5 separate regions of the Mus musculus genome follow, and regions 2, 3, 4 and 5 are each linked to region 1. A link is a contact called in public HiCAR-type, Micro-C and promoter capture Hi-C data. All regions are on one chromosome and are shown on one strand. The core of a region is the stretch at or near the end of the contact, and the rest is flanking DNA. Distances in the headings are between cores, read along the strand shown. Region 1 holds the start of Kpna3 (karyopherin (importin) alpha 3). Region 2 overlaps Gm46457 (a long non-coding RNA gene). Region 3 holds the start of Dleu7 (deleted in lymphocytic leukemia, 7). Region 4 holds the start of Mipep (mitochondrial intermediate peptidase). Region 5 overlaps Mipep (mitochondrial intermediate peptidase).

Region 1 (2,541 bases), core at 19-2,518:
CCTCATGTGTTTGATTGCTTGGCCCATAGGGAGTGGCAGTATTAGGAGGAAATATGACACTATGGGGTGGGCATTGGGTCTCCTATGCTCAAGCTAGGTCCCTCCTGGGGCACAGTCCCTTTCTGCTGCCTGCGGACCAAGATGTAGAACTCGCAGCTCCTTCTCTAGCACTGTCTGCCTGCATACCTCCAAGCTTCCTGCCATGATGATAATAGACTGAACCTCTGAACTGTAAACCAGCTCCAATGAAATGTTTTCCTTTATAAGAGTTGCCATGATCATGGTGTCTCTTTACAGCAATAGAAACCCTAATTAAGACAATTCTGAAATGTAATAGTCTCAGATAATAATCAAATAAAGTCCACCTGCTGTAAAAACAAAAGCAAAACAAAAAACAAAACAACCAACCAACCCAAATCAACCAAAACCTGTTATTGTTCCAATGAGAAGCTAAAGGGAGATGGCAGTCTGGAGTCTGCAGCCCTAGGGTCTGATTAACTGCCTGAAGGTTACATTGTGTGTTAAGGTGGACTAAGGCATGGGGTCATAGAAAGGTAGGGCTGCCAAAGTGAAGGCTGCACAAGGATGCTTGGAGAAATCAGGGGATACTAGAACACATTTTCTTTTTTAATGAGAATTTACTAGTTACTGTTTTGATCTGACAGATTTTTGAGACCAACAATGTCTCTGTTCTCATTGAGTTTAATAGAGGTGCAAGAAGCAAGCATAAACACACACATCACACTCACATGTATTTGTGGAGTGGAAACAAGCGTGCTATTTATAAAACCGAAGCAGAGCAAAAGAACAGGGTTTGAGGGTGGCTGCTATTTGAGGAGACCCTAAAGAAGCCAAAAGCGCAAAGCACGCGTGGCCGTTCTTTTTCTAATTTTCCAAGCTGTAGGGAGCAAGGTGCGCCCCCGAAGCTCCGCCTCTCTCTCCCGATAGGCCGCAAGGTGCCATCTCCAGAGTTTCCCCGCCCACCACCCCGCCCAGAGGTGGGGCTTCGAGCCCGCGCTCAGAGAGCGCCGAGCCGAAAGCGCGCGCACAGCCCTCCCGGCATGCTTCTCGTCCTCTCACGGCGTGGCTCAGACCCGCGCCTGGCATGCTGGGAACTGTAGTTTCCGCCCTCCGCCCCGCTTCAGCGGTGGCGGTAAAAGCGACTAGGTCGGGCTCCATTTCTAGCACATGACTAGCGGCTGTGGGGAGGCCCTACGAAGGGGTGAGGGCAGGGTCACCGCGACAGCCGGCAGGCCAGCGCCCTGGCCTTCTCCGGCGCGCGCCTCTCCTCAGCGCCGCCCCCGCGCCGCGGCCACCTCGCGCTCCAGGCGTCACGGAGCGCGCGCTCCTCCCCCTTCGTCCCCTCCCGCTCGACTCGCCGCCGCCGCCGCAGGAGCAGACGCCTCCGGAGCCGCGCGCAGCCATGGCCGAGAACCCCGGCTTGGAGAACCACCGCATCAAGAGCTTCAAGAACAAGGGCCGCGATGTGGAGGCGAGTGTGCTCCGGGGCCGGCCGGGCCGGGCGGCTGGGAGGGGAGGGGCGGGGGCCGCGGCCGCTGGCTCTCGCCGGCTGGCGGTCAGTCGGAGTTGGCCGCCGCCTCGGGGCGCCGCGGCCCGGGCAGCAGCCGCCCTCTGAGCGACTAGCGCGGCACCTGGGACCACTGAGCGCTCGGCCCCGCTGCGCGGGCGCGGCCTGGCGTCGGAGGGGAAGGGATGTGGAGCCGAGGCGGGGTCCGCGGGCCGCGCGGGAGGACGGACCGGGATGCTGCCGGCCCGCGTGCCACCCGCACCGCCGGGGCCGGGCCGCGCCGCCGCTCGTGTCCGCAGCCGGTGCAGCCTCCCGCGCTGCCGCACATGGAGCCTCGGTCCCCGCGCTTACCTTGTGCGAGCCGGGCCCAGGCGGGCGGTGGCAGCCCTCAGAGGGGGGTGGGGACCAGCCGGGTAACTGACTTGTTTGAGGGTGGTGGATGGGGGAGGGTAGGATGCGCCAAGACCATTTTCTTATATTCCAGTGCGGTCCTTTGGACCAGTCTTCCCGAGCTGTTGCAGCTCATACCCCTGTGACTGCTGGCATTTAGAGCGAGCTAAAGGTGGACAATAGTTTACCATCTATTGTGTTGAAGCTTTGGGAAGGAGGTTGTGCAGACCTCTGATCTTGGGTTTTTTTTTTTGTTTGTTTGTTGTGTTTTGTTTTTTGTTTTTTTAAAGCTCGTCTTGGAGTCGAAGTGTGAATAATAGGAAAATAATTTCTTTCACCTGTTTTGCAGAAATAAATTGGATACATAAGATTCCTACGTCCTTGTATATACCACATGCCACCAAGCTAGTAGATTTTCCAAGTGGTTGCAAAACTGTAAACATTCATTGTGGTCACTCAGTTTGCTGCTACTCAGCATGTTGCCATTGTCTCATTAAGGTGACATTAGCAGCTACTATTTGCAAACTCTGCTTATTGAGGTAGCGCTAGAGGTCTCACTGCTCCTACTAAAACCAATGAAGTGTAATAGCACAAACTTCACTGGGACCCAACCTCTGGATTTG
Region 2 (2,541 bases), core at 28-2,527, 950 kb before region 1:
TGTGCGACAGGTACCATAGTCCAGGCCAAAAACAAGGACAATTTTTGTTCCACATTTATTTTGATTTAAATAATCATTTCCAGCTGTAAAAGAAAGACAATCCTGTGATAGGTACCACCCTGCAGCTGACATTTATTCTATTAAACACTGCTACAGACAATCTCCTGGTATTCGGAAGTGTTTGTTACTTTTCTATTGCTATGTTACTTATGCTACTTCTGTTACTTCTATGAGGCAACTCATAGAAGGAAGGTTTTATTTGTGCTTACAGTTCCAGAGAGCTCAGAGTCCATCACAGTGGGGAAGGTTGACCATTCTCATCCAAACCACCACACTTGGGAAGTTTGGCGAGCTGCTAAAGTGCTTGCTCACAGGGCCTCTAAAACCTCAAAATGCACCTTCACTTGTTCTGGAATCTTCTGTGAATTGAGGCCCTTGGACCCAAGTTAGATGTATTAACTCCTACTGGATCGATTAGCTCATAGAACATCTATGCCCTGGCACACACCATCTGGTGGTCTGTCTCATGGCCAGCAGCAGACCTGGGCTGCCACTCAAATACGAGGCTTGCTCATGAGCAGTGAACACTTGGCTTGGTGGTGACTGTCGGTAGAGCCCTTTTCAGAGTAGAGCATTCCAGGGAACTGCCCTCTACAACTACAGCTTTGCAGGCTCAGTTTACCCCATAACCCTGCCTTGCTCCTGCCCCTCCCCCTCCCTTGCCTCTGCCCCACCTAGCTTCTTCCATTTCAGGGCACCTGGCCCAGGCACGGTCTATCCAGATGGTGGCAGATGGCTGGTCCTCAGACCAATGACTGGCAGACTCATTGGCGTCTAGCCATGGAGGGAGGCGACAGTTTCTAAATAAGTTGAGAAGAGGCCACTGCTTTCTTTACCTTGGGAGCACAGACCTCAAGCCCAAGCTTGTAAAAGCCAGGACCCCAAGGTCCTGAATACCATGGCAATCCTGGATGCTGGAGGCAATGCTTCTGGGCGCTGAGGAGGAGGGGTGTCTACAGCTTTCTCTTTCAGTGGCTCTCTTCTTCCTTAGCTGATGCTTCCCGACACTTCCCTCAGTCTTGGTATCTTAGCCCTCTCCTAGGCTAAGACTTTTTCATTCATCACAGATGCCTGGCTTCCCCGCCCCCCCACCCCCCAATCCCTTCTTAGTCTTTCTTTCACTTTCAAGTTTTCATTGGCTCACAGTTGTGTGAGAAAGAAAGAGTGAGTGATTCACTGGGTTGCCTGGCTGAGGGGTGAGATCACTGCTGCCCCTGCAGAGAGTGGGTGCTGTGTGCTAGCCTGGAGACTGAAGAAAGCAAGCGGAGGACCGCTCTCCCCAGAAGACCATCTGGCTGAGACAGCCGAATGCTAATCTGTAGCTTTCATTTCCTTTATTCCTCTTGGTTTGTTCTCTTCATCTGCAGCTGTACATTCAGACCCAGCCCCTGTGAAGGCAAGCGCTCATTTGGGGAGCATGTTTATTTGCCCCCCCACCCCCCATGCTTCTTCTAGGTGTCGGGAAGCCATTGTTATCAATGGTGGGTTCTATGTGGCTTTAATGTCAGTGCTGCACTTTCAGATGGAAATCAGGCAATTATGTGCCACATAGAGAAACCTGACAGATGCAGAGGTTTTACACAGCTGGCCCTGTCTGTGGGACAAAGGCACCTGGTGCTCCCCCGAGGGATCATTACATAAGTAGAATATGTTTTGAGAGCACAGAAAAACTCAAGAATAATTAACTGTGGGGTGAGCATTCATAGACTCTGGGGCTGTGTTAACTTCAAAATGTGATAATGATATGTCAACCAACTGGCTGAATCATTCTTTAAAGGTGGCTTGAGAGACTCTGTCTCCCAAAGAGAAACTGCTCTGAGTTTCTGCATGGTGCAGTCCGAAAATTTTCAGAGGATTCTGAATTCTTTCCCCTCAGGGGTTCAACTTGATGTGAGGTGAGGAGGAAATGACAGCAGTTCCATGTCTGCATTCAGTGGGGTCTAATGATGGCACTCTCTTAGATCTTAGTGGCCTATCTAAGCCATCAGCATCTACCCAGGAACTTGGGTTCACATATATAGCAGGACCATTGTGGTACCCAGCTGAAGTCCTTTGAGCATTACACAGGTATGGTTTTTAGCCACACTGCGCAGACAGGAAACTGAGGTACAGACCTAGGACTTGGCCTTCAGACCCACCCTACCCCAACTCTGATCTTAGCTCTCAGCCATTGGCTAGAGCCGTCTCTGTGTTGGAAGCAGAGACTGTACTCCTGACACAGCAGCTCCAGTCAGATATGTGCTGTCAAGAACAGAACAGGAGAGACCTAAAGAAAAGTTACAGTGTGATTTTTCACTGGAGACGTCCAGCTATTAAAAGAGACTGAAACATGAAGTCCCAGCTTTAAGTGTTCCAGCATACATTTATAGTTTACCACAGGCTACGGTGTCCCCAGGTCTAGTCAGGGCTCCTGTTGGCTGTGGAGCAAATACTTAGAGGTTTTTTGACCCTTTGACTCCAGCAGACCCTGGAGTCTCCCCC
Region 3 (2,541 bases), core at 13-2,512, 850 kb before region 1:
TTCTTTATTGATTCAGATTGGTTTTCAGAGGGGAAGAAAACACTGAGAATCCTAAGAACCACTGCTGGGGAGTCGGGAGGATTACTCAGGGTCAACTCCCCTAGTCAACAAGGGCCCCCATAGCCCTTACTGATCACCTTTCTGTACTGACAAGACCACCCCAGTGGCATTTCCATCCAGAGAGCTTCCAGAACTGACCCCACAAGACACACCCTCCATCTGCCTGCCCCTCTAGTTTCCCCATGAGTCCTCTCTCCTGGCGCTGTGCCCTTGTCTCTGCTGTGCTGCATCACTGGATTCTCCAAGTTTTCCTTGCAAAAAGTAAGCAGAAAAAGATACTGTCTGTGATAGCTCTCCTCACTATTCCCTTCAAATGCCTTCAAAAGCAAGCAAGCAAACAACACAAAACCTACCAAACAAAACAAAACCCACCGATAGCTGCCCTTTAGAAAGATTAAAATCATCCATTCTTTCCCTCTACTTAAAGGAGACAGCCATGTTTGATGTAATTAAAAATAGGTATTTGTGCAGCTCTCCTGAGGTTCCTGCTCCATCAAAGGATTGACTTTGGACCTTGCTACCAGAGGCCTTCCACACAAAACGGTCAAGCTCCTCATCTGAGCAGTGCCAGGCTTGGGTTTCATGACAACTCAACCTTGATGTCATTTCTGCATCTGGGATATCAGTACCCGTAGGGAACTAAGCAACCAGGGCTGAACTTTGGAGATACTTTGGTAGTCCATATATTTTGTTTGGGGATTTGCAAGGCCTTGAAAGCTATTTCAAGGTGTTTCTGAAAATGCTCTCAGGGAAATGAGAAGAGCCCACCACTGTCCTTTGTGAGATTGGTTGGAGCTCTGGGCATGCTTAATGACTTGCTGAGGTTTTAACACTACAGACCCATGGGCCTTCACTGCCTTAAGCCGTTCTTTGCTGGCATCCTTCATGGAGGAAGGGGGCGGGGTATCTGGGGATAGATACATCCGCACAAAGCAGCGTTTCCCCACCAAAGCCCTGAGAGGCGGAAGAACCAGAGCTCAGCATCTGGCTCAGGTTCAAGCGCTCACCGAGCAGGCTCCAGGCAGCTTTGGGTCATTTTGAGCCCATTCTGCCTGGCAGTGAATGCAGGGGCAAGTGCGGGTCACCACCTGCGGGCCGGGGGCGGGGCGGGCCACACACGCTGAGGGAAAAGCATAGAGTTAGAAAAAATGTGACCCCGCGACCCCGAACGCCGCCAGGCTCCTTTGCCTGCGCTCCACCTGCTCGTCAGCGCCCAGCTGCTAGCCGGCTATGGCCAGCCCTGCGCCCTTAGTGGCTTCCATCAGCCACCAAATGGTGGCTCTGCAGACCCTGCAGCTACTACAGCAGGAGTGGGGCTGGGGCGACGGTCCTAGCGCCCCAGGGAGCCCGCGCGGCCCGGACCACGTGCCCATCGCCCAGGCTCGTCGCCCAGGCCAGCTGCGGACCCGGAGGGGGCTGGGACGCGGGAGCATCGGAGCGCGGGGATCCCCCGAGGCAGGCGGGCTGCGGGGCGCAGAGGGGGGCGCCGAGCTGCTGCCTTTCCCCCGGGACCGCGGGCCCTGTACCTTGGCGCGGATGGCGATGCGCAGCGCTCTGGCTCGGGTGGTGGACTCGACCTCGGAGCTGGTCAGCGTAGAGCAGACTCTGCTTGGGCCTCTCCAGCAGGAGCGGCCCTTCCCTGTCCACCTGAAGGTGAGTCTCCCTGCCTTCCTCTCTGGGTTGCAGTGCCTGGATGAAGTGAATTGGGCCACTGGAGTCCAAGCAGGGTGTGGTCAACCTGCTGTGAGCGGAGAAGTGGATGGGGCAAAGGAAGAAGCGCACTGAGGACTGAGCATGTGGGACAGAGAACTTGAGAACTAATTACCTGGGGTCTGCCAAACCGTGGAACTAGACCTGGACCTCTGTGTGTGTGTGTGTGTGTGTGTGTGTGTGTGTGTGTGTGTGAGTGCGCGCGGGGGGGAGGAGGGGGGCTCGGGGGGAGGGGCAGAAGTCTGTGCATCAAGTGTGGTGTGGAGGGGAAAACCTTGTCAAGACCCACCTGTCACAGGAGTCATTTTTCTACCTGTGGAAATCAGCTTCTCCTCCAACCTTACGGTCTTCCTTTAAAGCGTTGAATACATCCCAAGTCCCCGGCTTCATGTATTATGACAACATCGTGTACTTTTAAAGTTGCTTCACACCTGTGAATCACAATTCTTTTGCATGACTCCAGTTCTCCACAGAGCACAGAGACCCAACAGAATCAACTCAAATCCTCATAAAGTGGGCTGGGGGCAGGTGGTCCCAGATGTTGACAACCTTGCTAATAGTACCAGACTCCTGCTGGACCAGCCAGCTTGTATGTATGCGGCAGAACTGGGAAGAGACCTGAGGTAGGTTAGGAGGCTAGGGTTTTGGGGTCCAGTCTTGACCTTGCCATTAACTAATGTAATAATTGACTGTGCTAGTTAGATTTTATTGACTTGATACAGCTAGAGTCATCAAAGAAGAGAAAACTTTAATTTTTAAAAAAATGCTGGC
Region 4 (2,541 bases), core at 11-2,510, 660 kb after region 1:
CATCCACCCAAAACCAAGCTTATCTTTCTGCTAAAAGGCACTTCCAACACCAACTCCACTAATACCAGCATCATCGACCTTTATGGGTTTTGGAGGAAAATTTATATAATAAGAAAGAACTTTCAAATAGACAAAGTTAAACACAGAGATATGCCATGAAGTACAATGAAGCTATATCCCAGACTTGTCTTTAGAAAGCTGCCCAACAGTGAAAAGATAAAAAAATAAAAAAACACTTTTAGAACCCACCTGGGGGTTCATATATCAGATGTTTATAATTCATAACAGTAGCACAATTAGTTGTGAAATAGCAACAAAATAATCTTATGGTTTGAGGTCACCGCATCGGGAGGAACTGTATTAAAGAGTCACAGCATTAGAAGGGTTGAAAAATCATTGTTTTAGGACAAAAATCTTTCCTCAGTCTTCCTGCCTTTTCCTCATTCATTATCAAGTGTCCAACACCACCAAGGGCAGAGTAGAAATAGCCAAGCAATTCTGATGACTTCGTAGGCTATGCAATAAACTACAAAGCACGACAGGAAATCTGATTTTTCTCAGTAGGGTTCTGTAGGTGCTTTCTGTTTTACCGCCGGTTCTTAAGCAACTCAGGCTAGTCTCAAAGTCAGTTCGGAGCCCAAAGGACTGTCTTTTGTACCCTCTTGCCTCTACCTATCAAGACTGTCTTACAAGAGCCACTATGCCTAGTTTAACAGGTTGTTTCAGAGCAGCCTGAAGTGGACAATTAAGGTGTGATGGAGTTTTCAAAGCAAGAGTGTCGTTACAAAGCCAAGGGCAAATGTGAACTCTGAAGCCAGAAGGAAAAGAATGGAGCTTGAGTAGAGGAAAGGCTGAGTTGCCGCTGGGTCAGCCGCTCCGGGGTGCGCTTATCCCGGCACAGTCCCTTTTCAGCCAGACGCGGAGCCCGCGCTGCCCAGACCCACGGCACGCTCACCCGGCGCTCCCCCAACAGGTTCCATAGGTGGCTCTGGGGCTTGACGTTGAAGGCGGCGCCCACCGGGGACCAGCTAGTACTGACGTCCCGGGCGCAGCTCCGGCCTGTGCGTCCCTGCAGAGCCGCCGCGGCTCCCCGGCCGCACAGCCGGCGGGCGTACCGTGCCCCGGCCGCCAGCAGCATCCTCCGGACCCCGGCTCTGCCAGGCTCGGGAAGCGCGCGCCCCGCGTTTCCAAGGCAGCAGCCCACGCCGCGGAACTCGCAGGGCAGACCCGGACTTGAGCACGCTAACAATCGTTAGGAAGAGCGTCGCCCTCCACGCCTTCTGAGCAGCTCCAGTTTCGTAGCGCCCTCGTGTGTCTGGAGGAAGAAACGTCCTGGATTTGAGTTTGACAGTGGTACTAGGGCACAGGGAGAAGGAAGTCGGGTCAGGCATTGGAACTTTTTACAGGTGCCAGGAATGAATGTGAGAACTCAAGATGCTTTCTTGATGCTTTCTTGATTCTCAGAGGAGACTCAATGGCGGCGCGTGAAAGGATCCAGAAGAAACCACAAGCAGTCGAAATCCAAGGCACCTGTCTTCTCCAAAAGTTGTTGAAGTCACTTCCATGTCTGCATGCCCACCAGCTATGGTTGTGTATAGCCATGTGAATTAACTATTGGAGAATTATCATCTATTTTGACTTTGGAAACTATTGATACGGTCTAAGGGTTTTGGAATGATATAGTCTAGGAGTCTTGGTCAGGTTTGTTGTTTCTGCCAGCCGAAGAATTAAAAGGCAGGAAAAATCTGAAGACCAGCATGGAGCAGCAGAGAAATCTTAAGCATCGTGGACAGAATTAGGAGTAGAAGGAAGGTGAGTGAGGTGTGTGTTTCCTGCAACAGGCACACAGAAAAAGACTCTCTGCAAAGGGGACTCAGAAAGCTGGAGAGAGAGAAAAAGAGGGAGAGAGAGAGAGAGAGACTCCTCTCAGGGGCTGGGTTTATTATTATTATTATTATTATTATTATTATTATTATTATTTTAAGCCTCTGCAGAGCCTTCTGCTCCTAATTTAGGGCTGGAGAGTTTGAAGAAATCTAGGGTGGTTGGTTGGCCCAGAACTGTTGTGTGACATGTCCTGACCCAGTCTTGACTTCATTGAGCAGGTCCATCAGCAATGGGGTCTGGTGGTGGGAGAGGAAAACGGTAGGTTGAGGAAGAAGCTGGGCATCTTGGAGATTCACCACCATCATCACCTAGCCATGGTCCCCCCCCCCCTTTCTCTCTGCCTGCCCACCAGGGAGTCGATCTAACTCCCAGTGTCTCATCACGATAGTCTAAAATCTAAATCAGTACAGACAGGACTAATGTGAAATGTCCTACTGCGAAAATGAAAGGAAGGCAGAGGCTGGGAGGGAGGGCATTGGGAAATTGTGGTCGAGTGCCCGGGAAAGTAGAAATGACAGTGCAGACTTGGGAAAGCTTGGGGAAGTCTTTCTACACCCCTAGCCTTCTCCAGAGGAAGGACAGCCACACCACCGTGGTTCAGGGTGTAGGGTCCTGCCGGAAGCAGAGCTTTCTTTTGAAGGTGCAGTCATCTCT
Region 5 (2,541 bases), core at 12-2,511, 630 kb after region 1:
CTGAGTACCTGTGACCCCCCCTGCCCCCCGAGCACTCACTAATGAAATCCTTCTAGAGAGTTTCCCCAGTTCCCTCTAAGAAGGCCTATGTGCCTTTATCTGGAGTCGCCATTTCAAAGAATGGTTGACCTCCGTATGCTGGTTGCTTCTACAGAATAAACACTCTTTTGCATACTATCTGAATGGGCAGGGAGGAGTCCTTACCACTGCTGGTGCTGTAAACTGGTGTGACTCTAGACATCAGCAGTGGAGGGACCTCAAAACCTAAGAGAACCACCAGTAGGCCCAGCACACCTGTCTTGTGTGCTATCCAGCATAGTCAGTGAGCGTTCCACAGCAATTATAGCCAAATTACAGGAACCGTCTAGATGCCAATCAATAGATGAAATAATAAAGAAATAAGAGAGAAAGAAATACAGACAGACAGACAGACAGACAGAGAAAACTCAGGCATAAAGAATTAACTTATGTCATCTTCAGGAAACTGGATGGAACTGGAGATAAGTCATTTAAAATTTTAACTTCTTCTTTGAGAATTTAACACATATAAACAATGTATTTTGATCAGAGCCAACTCCACTCCCCACTCTGACTTCTCCTAGGTACCCCCAGCCCCAAGAATGTCCTCAAATCGTGTTATTAAGCAAAGTAACTGTAGACATACATGAACACAGAAAGGAGGATTATCTGAAAAGAGTTAGGGAGCTCACAGTAAGGGGGAGGGGCACAGGAGAGGGTAACAGGAAATGAAGAGGGTCAAAGTTCATGACATTTAAACAAAACAAGCCTCTGAAACTATCACCTTAAATAATATACACCGATAAAGACATAAATGATATCAGCAAGGTTTAGAAAAATGGTTCTCCAAAAAGCCAAGTTTCCCTGGGTCACTGCTCTTCATTTACAGACAGCTGTAAATAACCTACCCAGGATCTACATCAAGCATAACTAAACAAGGTCTTCCGATCGGCCTCCAGTGCTCATTGCAGTTCTTCCACCACAGTCAGCAGCAGTGGGGACCCATGAGGTCAAACAGCAGAGCCCCTCGGTTCCCATGGAAGTAACCCATGCTGCCTTCTGCCCTCAGAGCCCGAGCAATGCTTTTATGTGTGTTCCAGTCAGCCACAAACACAGCCTTTATATTTTCCAGATGATCCTCTCTACGGGTTTAATTTCCTGCCCTCTCTTTAAGCTATCTCCTTTCTGACTCAAACGAGAGGCTACACAGAGAGTGGGGCTGACCTACACCGCAACCAGCTCCCTGCCCTGTCATCTTCACGGTCTCACACTCACTCTCCCGGGTGCCAAGTTAACCGCGTCAGACTCTGAAAAGGAGACAAGAGCCTGCATCCGAAGCTCAAAGCTCTCCCACATCTCAGCTACCACAGACAACAGTTCCAAATAAACTTCCCCATATGCGTTTGATTTCCACACCGTCATGTTTTACTCAGTCACCCATATTTTTTCCTGGTGATATGTGAAGAGTCTGGAAACAGTATATTAAAAAGACTGATGGAGGAGATGACATAGTTAGTAAAGTGCTTGCCATGTGGGTATGAGGACCTGAGTCCCAGCCTCCACATCACACAGGAAACACACACACACACACACACACACACACACACACACAGAGAGAGAGAGAGAGAGAAAGAGAGAGAGAGAGAGAGAGAGAGAGAGAGAGAGAGAGAGAGAGAGATGCAGCAGCACTCGCCTACAACCCCAGCACTGGGAATTGAAGGCATGAGGTTCCTTGGGGATTGCAGGCCCGACAGTCCAGCCCAACTGGGTCTAGGTTCAAGGAAAAGACCACGTCTCAAAAAATAAAGTGGAGAACAACTGAGGAAAACACCAAGCATCTACCTCAGGCCTCCACATACATGTGTGTGTGTGTGTATGTGTGTGTGTGTGTGTGTGTGTTCACAAATATACACCATTGAATGTGAGACTCCCTAAAAATAAACCCGATGCCCGCTCACTACGTGGCTGTCTCTGACTCACCACCAATTGGATGGCCACTGTAAGCGCAGTCCCTCTCCTGCCCTGCTCTGTGAAAGCCCACCATTTCTTCAATGTCATCACTGTCCTGAAACTCACAAGCCATCTAATCAGTTGACAAACAGCCACCTGCTAAATTAATACTGTTGTCTCTACTAATCATTTGGCTGTAAACTTTAATCCTCAAGGACACAGGTCACATCTCCTGTGACTGTGTACAGCAGTTTCTCCCAAAATGTCACCATACCAACCACTTGGCAGGCAGGCACCTGCTTGCCACAGATAGGTTCTGATTTTAGCTGCTGTGAGTCCCATGAACTCTAATAAGCCCAGCAGGGCCAACGGCCAGTCCCCAGTCCTCTCCTCACTGCCCTGCCACTGGATTCAAGTCAGGGTGTCCCTCTGCTCTCCTTAGAAGAACAAACTCCACTTCCTTTTCTTAGCCACTGTTCTACCACTCCTCAGAGCACTCCTGGTTCTTCCTTGCAGCCTGACCTCAAAGCTGCCCCGAGCCAGTTCCTTCTGTTCCTCCTGCACATACCCCTT

Evidence for each region. Promoter capture Hi-C pulls out the DNA fragments that hold promoters and counts their contacts. Hi-C and Micro-C count contacts between places; a contact is called where the count stands out from the background. HiCAR-type assays count read pairs that join an accessible place to other places.
Region 2: a HiCAR-type map of astrocytes shows a contact between it and region 1, with 2.8 times the contacts expected there. The contact joins the enhancer-like site here to the promoter of Kpna3 in region 1. A contact is called at or near these places in 5 of 39 promoter capture datasets (cranial neural crest, embryonic stem cells, hippocampal neurons and 2 more) and 1 of 115 datasets of contacts at active chromatin or transcription factors (astrocytes).
Region 3: a contact with region 1 is called in a promoter capture Hi-C map of hippocampal neurons, with 6 times the contacts expected there. The contact joins the promoter of Dleu7 here to the promoter of Kpna3 in region 1. A contact is called at or near these places in 3 of 39 promoter capture datasets (cranial neural crest, hippocampal neurons and maxillary cranial neural crest), 1 of 115 datasets of contacts at active chromatin or transcription factors (astrocytes) and 1 of 9 other capture datasets (liver).
Region 4: a contact with region 1 is called in a promoter capture Hi-C map of liver, with 4 times the contacts expected there. The contact joins the promoter of Mipep here to the promoter of Kpna3 in region 1. A contact is called at or near these places in 12 of 39 promoter capture datasets (the 3T3-L1 cell line, 3T3-L1-derived adipocytes, the SN4741 cell line and 7 more), 1 of 484 Hi-C or Micro-C datasets (3T3-L1-derived adipocytes) and 3 of 115 datasets of contacts at active chromatin or transcription factors (astrocytes, bone marrow-derived macrophages and memory CD8 T cells).
Region 5: a contact with region 1 is called in a Micro-C map of palatal mesenchyme, with 2.3 times the contacts expected there. The contact joins the enhancer-like site here to the promoter of Kpna3 in region 1. A contact is called at or near these places in 4 of 39 promoter capture datasets (the 3T3-L1 cell line, 3T3-L1-derived adipocytes and cranial neural crest), 2 of 484 Hi-C or Micro-C datasets (3T3-L1-derived adipocytes and palatal mesenchyme) and 1 of 115 datasets of contacts at active chromatin or transcription factors (astrocytes).

The regions. Positions count from the first base shown.
Region 1 is chr14:61,438,674-61,441,214 of GRCm38.p6, reverse strand. It overlaps Kpna3 (karyopherin (importin) alpha 3), which reads left to right and starts at 1,268. Exons shown (of 17, transcript NM_008466.5): 1 at 1,268-1,492. The coding sequence starts at 1,424.
Region 2 is chr14:62,388,372-62,390,912 of GRCm38.p6, reverse strand. All of the region lies in intron 2 of Gm46457 (a long non-coding RNA gene), which reads right to left. It also overlaps a transcript of Gucy1b2 not described here. Among named protein-coding and RNA genes, the nearest start is that of Gm46457, 10 kb to the right of the region's middle. Within about 2 kb of position 1,277, at least 91 of the 459 cell types and tissues checked have an H3K27ac peak or open chromatin away from gene starts, as enhancers often do. A contact at or near this core is called in astrocytes and hippocampal neurons, where this site is marked.
Region 3 is chr14:62,291,700-62,294,240 of GRCm38.p6, reverse strand. It overlaps Dleu7 (deleted in lymphocytic leukemia, 7), which reads left to right and starts at 1,262. Exons shown (of 2, transcript NM_173419.2): 1 at 1,262-1,713. The coding sequence starts at 1,291.
Region 4 is chr14:60,783,285-60,785,825 of GRCm38.p6, reverse strand. Mipep (mitochondrial intermediate peptidase) reads right to left here and starts at 1,260. Exons shown (of 19, transcript NM_027436.3): 1 at 956-1,260. The coding sequence starts at 1,138. Mipepos (a long non-coding RNA gene) reads left to right here and starts at 1,277. Exons shown (of 3, transcript XR_001781278.2): 1 at 1,277-1,353; 2 at 1,465-1,812.
Region 5 is chr14:60,805,776-60,808,316 of GRCm38.p6, reverse strand. All of the region lies in intron 7 of Mipep (mitochondrial intermediate peptidase), which reads right to left. Among named protein-coding and RNA genes, the nearest start is that of Mipep, 22 kb to the right of the region's middle. Within about 2 kb of position 1,261, at least 29 of the 459 cell types and tissues checked have an H3K27ac peak or open chromatin away from gene starts, as enhancers often do. A contact at or near this core is called in palatal mesenchyme, where this site is marked.